Regions from separate parts of the Mus musculus genome. Here regions 1 and 2 are each linked to region 3. The links are chromatin contacts, called in public Hi-C maps. All regions are on one chromosome and are shown on one strand. Each heading gives the region's core, a stretch centred on a gene start, on an enhancer-like site or on the middle of the called end of the contact. The rest is flanking DNA. Distances are from core to core; before and after follow the strand shown. Region 1 overlaps Elapor2 (endosome-lysosome associated apoptosis and autophagy regulator family member 2). Region 2 has its middle 38 kb from the start of Elapor2. Region 3 holds the start of Elapor2 (endosome-lysosome associated apoptosis and autophagy regulator family member 2).

Evidence for each region. Hi-C and Micro-C count contacts between places; a contact is called where the count stands out from the background.
Region 1: a contact with region 3 is called in a Hi-C map of the N1E-115 cell line, with 5 times the contacts expected there. The contact joins the enhancer-like site here to the promoter of Elapor2 in region 3. A contact is called at or near these places in 1 of 484 Hi-C or Micro-C datasets (the N1E-115 cell line), 1 of 115 datasets of contacts at active chromatin or transcription factors (embryonic stem cells) and 1 of 9 other capture datasets (pancreatic islet).
Region 2: a contact with region 3 is called in a Hi-C map of pre-B cells, with 2.5 times the contacts expected there. The contact joins the enhancer-like site here to the promoter of Elapor2 in region 3. A contact is called at or near these places in 1 of 39 promoter capture datasets (pre-B cells), 1 of 15 datasets of contacts at CTCF or cohesin (the NIH/3T3 cell line), 1 of 484 Hi-C or Micro-C datasets (pre-B cells), 2 of 115 datasets of contacts at active chromatin or transcription factors (both in embryonic stem cells) and 3 of 9 other capture datasets (adipose tissue, liver and pancreatic islet).

Annotation. Positions count from the first base shown.
Region 1 is chr5:9,325,388-9,329,294 of GRCm38.p6, forward strand. All of the region lies in intron 1 of Elapor2 (endosome-lysosome associated apoptosis and autophagy regulator family member 2), which reads left to right. Among named protein-coding and RNA genes, the nearest start is that of Mir879, 48 kb to the right of the region's middle. Within about 2 kb of position 1,999, at least 1 of the 459 cell types and tissues checked has an H3K27ac peak or open chromatin away from gene starts, as enhancers often do. A contact at or near this core is called in the N1E-115 cell line, where this site is marked.
Region 2 is chr5:9,225,935-9,229,688 of GRCm38.p6, forward strand. No RefSeq gene overlaps it. Among named protein-coding and RNA genes, the nearest start is that of Elapor2, 38 kb to the right of the region's middle. Within about 2 kb of position 1,842, at least 18 of the 459 cell types and tissues checked have an H3K27ac peak or open chromatin away from gene starts, as enhancers often do. A contact at or near this core is called in pre-B cells, where this site is marked.
Region 3 is chr5:9,264,727-9,268,581 of GRCm38.p6, forward strand. It overlaps Elapor2 (endosome-lysosome associated apoptosis and autophagy regulator family member 2), which reads left to right and starts at 1,392. Exons shown (of 22, transcript NM_172706.4): 1 at 1,392-1,730. The coding sequence starts at 1,545.

The sequences.
Region 1 (3,907 bases), core at 749-3,248, 61 kb after region 3:
CAATTCCTACAAATGTTCCAATTTGCTTCTCAGTGCCTTGCTTCACAGTGTTCCATCTGCAGAGCACCTCTATGCTTTTTTTCTTTAGTCAGTCTGCCCATCTACCTGTCTATCCATTTGTCTGCTTGACCCTCTGCCCCTTCTTCCCTCACTCCCTCCTTCCCTCCCTGCCTTCCTCCTTCTCTTTTGTGGGATTGACTCCAGGGCACCCTGCATGCACAAGAAGCACTTTACTAGAGTTAGATCCCTAGTCTATTTTGTTCTGTGTGATTGTAGAGGTCCAGCCCACAGATGAAATCTCTCTTTTCATGAAGGCATCATATGATCTCTCTGGCTAAGGGAAATACCCTTTTGCTTTTCCTAATAAACTTTGTGTCTTTATCTTGTTGATTATAATAATTCTCTCTGCATGCTGCTTATTCTAATTCTTGTCATATCTATGATATGATTAAAAGAAATGCCTGTGTGTTACAGTTTTTTAACCCAGGATTGCTTAATGAAAAGTAAAACCCAATTTACTTTTATTATTTTCATTAATTTAAAGTTAAGAAACTTCCCAGACACATGATTCCTATTTAACCAGCATCTACATTTAGGCAATACCAGGAGTTTGAATGATGAGAATTATAGTTATATTTCCCCAGTCCAAACACAACTTAGAAACATTGCCGGGCCTCTTTACCCTCGTCACTCTGGGATGATTCCTTGGTCCTATCTTTTTTTGTGTGTTCATGTGAACATATTTGTGAATGTGCATGTGTGTTCATGCAGGTGTAGGTAAACGTGTGCAAATCATGTGGACACCACAGAGTCAGGTGTCTTCCTTGATTGTGGTCCTCTCTACTTTTTGAGGTGGGGTATCACTGAACCTGAGCTACCGGTGGCCTGGATGGGCTGGCCATCCAATGAGCTCCTCGAAAGTCCCTGTTTGTTTTCCACCCTCAATACTGGGCTGTGATAAAGCTACTTTCCTAGCTTTTATATGGGTTCCAGGGATCTGAAATCATGTCTTTATGCTTCAGTGGGATGTACTTTATTGACTGAGCTCCCTCAGTCCCCATTCTGTCTTTCTTTATCTTACCTTTCTTAGGAGTTTGTTGTCTTTCCGAGTGCATCATAAGAAGCTTTCACCTTGTACCTGTATAGGTGACTGTTGGTCATTTCGGGTCTGCTAGGATTTTTCACCAAAATAGTATAAAATCAGTTATCAGTGTGTCTAGTGATATATTCAGACTGTATAAATATCCTTGTCTTCATTTGACTTTCACTGAATAGTTGTAGCAATCATTAGTAGTTTTCTAACCTCGCCATTCCTTCTGTTTAATCTCTTAACCTTTTGTTGAAAGCAGGTCTTCTCTATCTTCCCCTTTTGTTTGTATCATACTGTTAGATTCTCTCCTGGTTTCTTTTTCTGTTGTTGGCAATAAATACTATAACAAAAAGAAACTAAAAGGTAGAAGAGATTTTATTTTTATTTTTGTCTTAAAATTGCAGGTCCTATTTCATGATTGATGGAAGTGAGGACAGGCACTAAAGCAGGAACTGAAGTGGACCACAGAGGAATGGGGGCTGGCTCCTATGCATCTGCTCATCTGGGTTTCCTGTAGAGTATTTACACCCCTTCCTAGGGATGGTACGACCCATAGTACATACACCAGGCACTCCTGACTCAATTAGCAATTAAGCAAATGCTCTGAGGACAGACCCTACAGCTCAATAAGATCTGGGCTCAACTGAGACTCCTTCTGGTATTTCTAGTCTGTATCAAGCTAATAGTTAAAGCTAACTAGAAGTGACTCCTTGTTTAGTCATTAATGCTGACTTTTATTTTGATGCAGATATAGCCCAGGGAGTCTCACTTTGGCTGCTGTACTGTCCTTTCTGTTGCCATTCATTCTCTGAGTATTTGTTTCCTCACCACTGTGGCTGTGTAGAAGCTGCTCTGGGTTCCTTGTATTCTCTGTGCCCTGGCTCTTCAGTTAGCTTTTCCTCTAGGGTTCCTTGATTTTTTTTTTTTTTTTTTTTTGATAGAGGATGATATTTTGAAACTGAGATCTGGGATCCATACATGCTGAGTATTTGTTCTGTATACTCTGAGGTTATAATTGCAATTCGAGCTGATAACTTGTAAGCACTGGGTACATTGAGTACATTGGGTACATTCCTGTATGTTTCTTTTCGATATTTGTAACCCCATTTCTCAACAGCTAGAATCCTGGGTTCCTTTAAGTTTATTTTGCTTATATCCATGTCTTGGTTACTTTCCCACTGTCATGACAAGACACTGTGAATTATTAAGGAAAGCATTTAAGTGGGGAGCCATCTTTCCAGATGGGCAGTCCACTGTGGCAGACAGCATGGTGCTGAATTTGTAGCTGAGTAGTAGTGCATCTGATTCAAAGCCATGAGGCAGAGAGAAAGAACTGACTTGGAATGGTTTCAACTTTTGGAGCCTCAAAACCCACCCCCTAGTGGCACATTTGCTTTAAGCCACACCCCCTAATCTTTCCCAAGCATTTTAACCAACTGGAGATTAAATATTCAAATAAGAGCCTAGGGGAGCCATTGCCATTTAAACCATTACAGGCTACAACACACAATTGTTTTCAGAGTCCTTGGTTCATGTTCCTAAAAACTCTAACTCATGAAACAGAATAATATTTAAACGTTTTTGAGGTTCTATACACACAGTGAAATGCACAGATCCTAAGTAGCCAATTTGATTTTTGCCAGACATTCCTCTGTTGAAACAATATTTTCATCAGCCAGAAACTTGCCTTGTTTTCTTTCTTTGTCCCCAATGTCCTATCTAAGCCTGGAGCCAGGATGCAACTGCTGGTTTTTTAGCTTTTCTCATTTCATTGGTCCCTGACCTTTCTGGAAATGGGGTGATGTAGGTGTATGATTCCTGCACTGGCATGAGGTTTCGGAGATTCGTTCATACTGTGTGCCAACTGTGAGAGAGAAATTGCACATTTACTTAAGCCTGCCCGTGTTGACAGATACTTGTTGTCTTCCCAGTTTCAACTATGATGAATAAAATAAATGGCAATCGATATTTTCATACAGGTATTCTTTGTGAGTAGTTTGATTTGATATCTTCTAGATAAAATACTTTAAAGAGAATGGTTGAGACATTTATACCTATTTACTGAACACCCTGAAAAATGGCCAAATATGTGTTCTAAAGTGATAGACCTGTGCTTTCAATTCCATCTAAAAAAATAGGGGTGTTGGTGGGATTGCAAGCTTGTACAACCACTCTGGAAATCAGTCTGGCGGAGTACTACTCAGCTATTAAAAACAATGGTTGGACCTGGAGGGCATCATCCTGAGTGAGGTAACCCAGTCACAAAAGAACTCACATGATATGTACTCACTGATAAGTGGATATTAGCCCAGAAACTTAGGATACCCAAGATATAAGATACAATTTGCAAAACACATGAAACTCAAGAAGAACGAAAACCAAAAAAGTATGGACACTTTGCCCCTTCTTAGAATTGGGAACAAAACACCCATGGAAGGAGTTACAGAGACAAAGTTTGGAGCTGAGACAAAAGGATGGACCATCTACAGACGGCCATACCCGGGGATCCATCCCATAATCAGCCTCCAAACACTGACACCATTGCATACACCAGCAAGATTTTTCTGAAAGGACCCTGATATAGCTGTCTCTTGTGAGGCTATGCCAGGGCCTGGCAAACACAGAAGTGGATGCTCACAGTCAGCTATTGGATGGAACACAGGGCCCCCAATAGAGGAGCTAGAGAAAGTACCCAAGGAGCTAAAGGGGTCTGCAATCCTATAGGTGGAACAAGAATGTGAACTAACCAGTACCCCCCAGAGTTCCTGTCTCTAGCTGCATATGTATCAGAAGATGGCCTAGTCGGCCATCATTGGG
Region 2 (3,754 bases), core at 592-3,091, 38 kb before region 3:
TCTGGATGAAAGTCCCTGAGATCAGAAGTTGAAGCAGGTCAGTTCAGCATGACTGGTGATGAGACTCACCAAGGCTATATAGCCTATAATATACAAATCTCAAAACAAAATTTTAGCATCATCAAGATAATTTTTTTGTTTGATTTTCTAGAATCTAGTTCTCAGGGGGTCTCCCTTCGTCATATCTGATCCATATAACTCTGGAGGGTATATAGACACTAATCACCTTTTCTAAGAACACAAAGACAAAACCTTTCTTCCAAAATAGCATGTCCTTGAGTCAGTAACCAGAAAAACCTTTAGCTTGACCTCTCTTCTAGAGGAATAATGTAACCTCAAAACTCAAAATCACAACACCCATTTTGAAAATTAGAACAATCCAAAACAAATAAAGTAAACTAAAATAGCGTACGAGCCTATTCTTAGACTTTTTCTATTCTGTCATGCCAGGAAATTAACCCAAAATTTTCGTGGAGTCCACATTCAAAGAATATGAGTTTTCTGGTGACTTTAATAAACCATCTATCTGTTATGCTCTCTATTTGGAGCCACAGACTTTAATCAATACCTGTTCATAGCAGGCACTTATCACTGCTCTCTATTTGGAGCCAGTGACTGATTTTCCCTATCTTAGTTCTGAACTGTGGGCAAAATTCCCCACATGATTTGGATAAAATATCTCTATAAGTCTATCCTAAAAGCAAATAATCCCAACTTTATATTAAAATCAATATTTGCCCCCAAGAAGTAGGCAGCTTCCACTCTCTGGTTCTTTGACCCAGAGCAGCCATCTTCTTTCTTTTCACGGCAGGGGACCTCAGAGCCCTCTTTCTTTGTTTCAAGGTTCCTGTGCTTGAGTGATGTGACTTGACTCCACTCTGCTCACCCAAAACTCCAAATTTCTAACTAAGTTTCTAACTATAGACTAAGAATCTTAAATTTCTAGTGGATTCTTGTCTGCCATGTTGGATGTCCTCTGAAATATTAAAAAAGCAATCCATGCTATGCCAGCAGGCATGGGAGGACTGGCCAGCCTGGCCTGTTCTCATCTCATGGAGACTCCCTGACCTGGAGCTCCTAATCTTTCCATCTAGCTTTCTAAATTCCCACTGGTGGGTCACTACCATGCCAGCCCTAGGGTGCACTTCTTGCAAACCTACGTTTTACCACCATACCTTTCTCTCTAGAACCCAGTTGATTCACCCTGTGAAGGAAAACAGCACACAAACTTAGTTCAGAATCAACAGGTTACTCAATTGTTGGGAGCAGCAACTACTAGCATCCTAGTTTTGTAAGCTCTACTAAATATAACTCCTCTGGTGTGAATCCTGGCAGATCCGCCATCTAAACTGGGGGCCTCTTGTTAGCTACATTAGCTACATTTTGACCTCCACCTGTCTCCTGTCCACCAGCAAGACCTTTTCCTGAAATTATTTCTTTATTGAAAGAGTTTGTAGTTTTATGGTCATTGCAAAGCAACTATAGTTTCTGTTTCTATCACTGTTGCTTGTTTTGAATGGAGTCATAGAATATGTTCTCTTATGTGTGTGAGTAGTTTGCTAGTCTTCAACATTATTCAGTGAGTATGTAGTATGCTTTACAAGCTCATGTTTGCATGTGGCTAGGCTGCATTCCAATGTATTACTATAGATGCAACATCTTCTGATGAATGTGGCTGGTTTTATAATTTTGGCTCTTGTCTTAAAGCTTCTTTGTACATTCTTTGAAAGTCGTTTTGTAGGCGTATGCTTGCATTTCATTTGCATGATTTCCCAGGAGAGGAATTGCTGTGCTGTAGTGCAAATGTTCATAAGAAACTGTCAGTTTTCTTTGTGGTTGTACTAGCTTACTTCCTGTAGCACAGTCTGAACGGTCCTGTTTATATTGTCATTTTAGCAGGAGTAAATGTTACTCATGGGAGGTCACTTAATGATTCAGCATGTGTACACCCTATATGACAATCAAACCAGGTACTTAGTATTTCCATCTTCCTGCCCCGTCATTGTGTTTGAGGCTTTCTTTACCTCCCCTCTTCTAGTTCTTAACAAAATGTCTATGTTATTATAAACTGTGTTCACATTACTGGGCTGTAGAACACCAGAGCTCAGTCCTATTCAACTGAATTTCCTTTCACTTTCCAGCTCTTCTTATTTGTCCCATTTCTAGACTCTGCTCATTGTATTGTACTCTTTTCTTCATTGAAATCAACTCGTTTAGGTTCTACATGTGAGTGAGAATATGCAGCATTTGTTGCTTTGTGCCTGCCTTATTTTACTTGATATAATGCTGTCCTTTCTATCAATTTGCCCTTTTTTTATTCCATTGAATAACTGGTAGGGCACTGTCCATTCATCCACCAACAGATACCTAGGTTGATTCTGACTCTTGGCTGTTGTGAATAGGTACAATGATACACCTGTACTCCTGTGCAATAGTCACAGGGGTACAGATGTATCATTGAATGCTGGTTAACATCTGTTAGACACAGAAGCAGGATTGGTGGATAATATGATACATCTATTACATTTCTTGAGGAATTTGCATATTATTTGCTATGGTTGTACATGTTTGCATACTTACCCACAGTTTATGAGTAGGTTTTTACATCCTCTTCTCTATACTTTCATCAGTATTTGTTATACTTTTCATTTTTTTTTTTTGTTGTTGTTTTTAATTGAAGGGTTTTTGAGTATGATTGGATCTTTCTCAGCCCTCTTGTGCTTGACACAGGATCGTGAGGTATTGAACATTTAATGGTCACCAAAGATCAACCTGAGATGGCTATCTGTTCTCTCATTGGCTCTAATGGGTATATGCAGAGTACATTAAGAGACATTGTTGAGGTTTGGTCTGTTGCCACTTAGGGGTGGTAAAAGCCCTCCTTTTTCTATCTGCAATTCCAGTTTTGTAAGCTATTAATCTTGACCATTAGCTGTTAGTCACTGGGCCAGCATTACTTCTCTCCAACTTGGCAGATGTCTTAATTGTAATGCTAAATTCTGTACCTGAAGGTCTAGGCCTATGAGAGAATTCTCACATTTACAGGCTTTTGTTGTGTAAACCTTGTTCTTTGATTTAAAACTATTGGTTAAATAAAATTGTCTACAGCCAATTACTATTAGAGGTAGGTGGGTTTTGAGGCTGAATAATAGAGAGGAGTGAGGAGAGACCAGGAGAGGTCAGAGGAGAACCAAGAGTAGAGATAGAGGAGGTGGAGAGAGGAGAAAATGCCATGGGGTAGGAATCTTAAAATTGTGGCCATGAGTGCTGGCTAATCAGGGTAGCCTAGATAAATATAGTAAGTAATAACTTGGGGTTATCAATAGGAAAGTAGATTTTAATTGCATAGAGGGTAGATATCTGCTCAGATTTAGTTCTGATAAAAGCTTACTGTAAATAATAAAAGTTGTGTGATTTTTATCTGCGTGTTGAATGATCAAAGGCAGAATTAAAGTCCCTGATTGAGATTAAATATATTCTACAACAGAAATTAAGAAAAAATAAAGAATAAAGAAAAAAAAAAGAGGGAGAGAAATTCCTAGTGGTGGAAGGCATTCTCAAGGGAAGGAGAAGTCCCTGAACTCCTTTATATAGTGGTTTTTATAGGACCTTGGCAGAAACTGGAAAGGCCTGAGGTATTCTATATTTAGATTGGTTAATCATCTGGGCTATCATGGACTGAACAAATGGAGGGACTACATGCATGTCTGCCTGGCCCAACCAGGAAGCAGTCCTGTGTTGTTCATGTGCTGCC
Region 3 (3,855 bases), core at 142-2,641:
GTTTTCAAGAATATCCGTGTTCCGGAGTGCATAATCCACACGCACATTTTCTAGAATTGTTCTCATTCCGAGGTTCATATAGAAACACTTTTATAATATTTCATTCCGCTTACATAAAATTTATGTTTCAAACATTCGCTACTTGAATTCATACTTACTAACATTTTTGTGCTTAGAGGATTTAAATTTTTTGGTCATTTAATATTGCAATCTGGTTTACTTGCAAGAAGAAAAATCTATGTAGAACGTATGCCTGTAGCTGTGGTGCTGTTGATGTAGTTCTGTGACTGTTGTGTGTTACTGAAGTTCACCTCTGATGTACCCTGCACAAAAGAAAAGCAATGTATACTTAGTAACTCTAAGCTGTTTAATCCTTTAAGAGGAAATTATTAATTGAGAGTTACAAAGAATGCTATTTAGGCAAATCTGTACTTTAATCTACTTATGTTGAATAAAATGGGCTTTGTTTTAATAAAGAAAGTGTTTTTAATTCATAGACATATGGTTAATTGTTGACAAAGATAATATAAATTTGGCTCACATAAATTCTTGGTGGATTAAAGAATAAAAAAACAAACAAAGGAAATAAAAACCGAAGCGATAACAGAGCCACCTACCTGTTTGGCTACTCCTAAACTGTAAGTGGAAGAAAACCGAAAGGAAATGTATATATATTTGAGTGAACGTAGCTGCTGCAGACATATTCAGGTCCATTTATATTTAGTGTGTCAGTTGGGTCAGAGGATCCTTGAGCTCCTCCCATTGACATATCACCCTTCACTGCCTAGTGTGTGCGTGTGGGTCACATAAAATAGACCACCACTGCAGCTTTTGTACAGGATAAATGCTTTCCCAGAAGCAAAAAGGTTTGTTCGCCAAAAGCTACACATCTGTATGAAATAATACCTAAATCAGCAGGAAGTAGGTTTGGTACCACCACTTTTTTCCCATCTACTGTGAGGCAGGCACCCTTCCAAGAGCTTTGTGCACATCAACTTAATTAACCCGCATGGCGACCTCACGTGGTGGCTACTGTTATCATTTTCATTAAATAGATGAGATAACCGAGCTCAATACTACAAACCTCAGGCCTCTTTCCTCTCTGCCATTTCAGCAAACCCTAATCTTGTAGAAATTCATTCTGAGGCGTGGATCCTTATAAGAGATATCCCTAGGGTGTCGACAGGGGTCTAGAGAGGAGCGACACTCCGGAGTCTCTGGTCTCTCTGAATCCCTCAATCTTGTCACAAGGCTCCTGCGCGGTTGGCAGCGCCACCGCTCCACGCGTGCTGGGCTGGGCCTCAGCCGCAGCCCGCGCCACCTGCTCCCGGCTCCCGCGTCCCCGCCCCACGTCCCGCCCCCGCGCCGCGCCCGCGTCCCACGGTCCCTCCCTCTGGCGTGACGGGAGCTCGGGCGCCGGCTGCCCGCGCTGCGAGCGGCCGAGCTGTAAGCGTGCAGATCAGCCCAGTTGAGCTGAGCCCAGAGGAGGCAAGAGCACGGTCCTCGCTTCCCAGACTCCTCGCCGGAGTCCATTCAGTGCCGGGATGCTGCTGCTCACCCTGCGGCGGGCGAAAGGCAGGGATCGGGGGCGACCGGCCGGGGGTCCCCGCCGCGCGCTCTCGCTGCCCTGGAGCCCCGCCTGGATTTGCTGCTGGGCGCTCGCAGGCTGCCAGGCAGTTTGGGCTGGAGACTCGTCCTCCTCTGGCCGCCCGCTTCCTGCGTGCCAAGAGGTGAGCAGCACCGGGTCCCCACTTGGAGTTTGAGGCGGGGTGTGGGGTGGGGCGATCTCGGGGACCTGGGCTCAGAGTGACCATCACCTTTTTCGGGTTTGGAGGACAGGGGCGTTCGTTTTGCCCAGGGATGAAGTTGCTCGCCCCTGCTAGCTGGCTAGGAGCGGGTGTAGAGGCTTTCTGTCTTTCTGGTGGTGTATTTCTCTCCGTGCTGGTGTTTGGGGGTTTCTGAAGGACTTTGCTGCGCCCCCTTTGGAGAGCCAGGTCTCAGGACCTGGGTTTGAGAAAGAAATTTCAGGAAGGGGAGGAGACTGGGGAAGCCCTGCCCCATAGGATTTAGAAAACTAAGGCTTTATAGCTTTTGAGAGACCTAGATACTCACCCTCCCTCTCCTGATTTCTCTGCTCCCCAGTCTCCACAAATGCTTTCATCCAATTCTCAAGCTCTCAGCTTTCAAATACAGAACAGTGTGGTCTCTTGACATTCTGGCAAGACATGGATGTGAAGAAGGCAGAGAAGAAAGTACTTAGGAAAGAGGCGGGTTGGTGATGTAGAAAATTAGAATGGGCAAAGCAAATATGTTCCTTTGGGGAGGTTCTTCACCTGGTTGAAGTCCTGTAGCTGAGTACTTTACAGTTTAAGATCACTGCTGCTTTATAGCCAAGAAGGGTACATTCTGGGTGATTAGATCTTTCTCCTGCTTTTGGGAAAAACGAGACTTACTGTGCCAACAATTTCTAGAGGGTGTCACTGGAAGTTGCTTTGTGTGTTTACCTTTGCCTTTCATGCTCCAGAAAGTGCCTTCTTTTAATGAAAATCAATGAGGGGAAGGAAGTAACATTTCTGACCTACTTTGAGTGATTCTGTTGGAGAAGAGGTGAGGCACACACGCTGTTTTAAGGAAGATTGCTAGGAATCAGGGTGACAGGTTCTTTATAGGTATCCAGCAAAAATAGGTTAGCCATTAGCTTCTTTTGAGAAGAACGGCAAGATTCTGTTTCTGTGCTTGCTGGAACCACTTCGGAATGAGAGTATCCTCCTTTTAGACACCATCCATCATCCCTGGGTTTTCATCTTCTTCTCTTACAATACATGCCCCAGGGCAGCCCACAATGATGGAAAGTCAGATGGCAAGCTTGGGTGTGAATATGCAGCTGTACTGTAGCTAGTGAATCGGGGCAAAGTCTTGGCAAACAAACAGCTGTGCATAATTTCAGCTTGTGCTAGTATTGGTTCGATATGTATCCTGCCACTTGTCACCTGGGAATAAACCAGTGTATGGGGTTCTATAGAATTCAACTTTTTGGACATCCACAACTGTTGTGGCAAGATAAGCTTTATTGTCCAGTTGCCCAGACACAGTTTATAGCACACGTTTCTTTAACGAAGTGAAGTTCCAAGTTCCTTGCAACACTAATTCTTAGTAGTGAAGAATTGAAGACTATTTTTGAAGTAGAAAGGTCAAGGCCACTAGAAGAGATGCATATATATATATATATATACATATACGTATATATATGTATATATATTTATACATACATATATATATACATATATACATATATATATATATATATATATATATATATATTCATTCTCTTAACCCAAGCTGGGTTCAAACTCCTTATGTAGCTGGTGATGGGTAATGAGTTTCTTATCCTCCTGCCTCCATACCCCAGTTGCTAGGATTACAGATAGAGGTCACCACATCCAGTTTATATAGTGGTGTGGATGAAACCTAGGGCCCCTTTTATTCTAAGCAAGCACTCTACCAACTGAGCTACATCCCTATTTCTAGACTATAATCATACAGAACTGAGGCATGGGGGTGACAGAATGTACAAGAAGGCGATGCTCATCCCAATTCCAGCCTTTCATCGACTTGGTTTTAGAAATTGTATGTGATCCACGCTTTTAGATCTTAATTTTGATTTTTTTCCCTTTAAAAATGAAAGAAGATAAAATCTATAGGAGGATGCTCCTGAGTCAGCCTCTGGCTAGTTTGTTTCTAGAACCAGTAATACACAGATCTACGTATGTTCTCCCTGCAGACTGTAGGCACTGTGGGTTAGAGACTCCACTGGAAAGAGAAGAGGCCTCCCACGGGCATAAGCATAAGCTGATT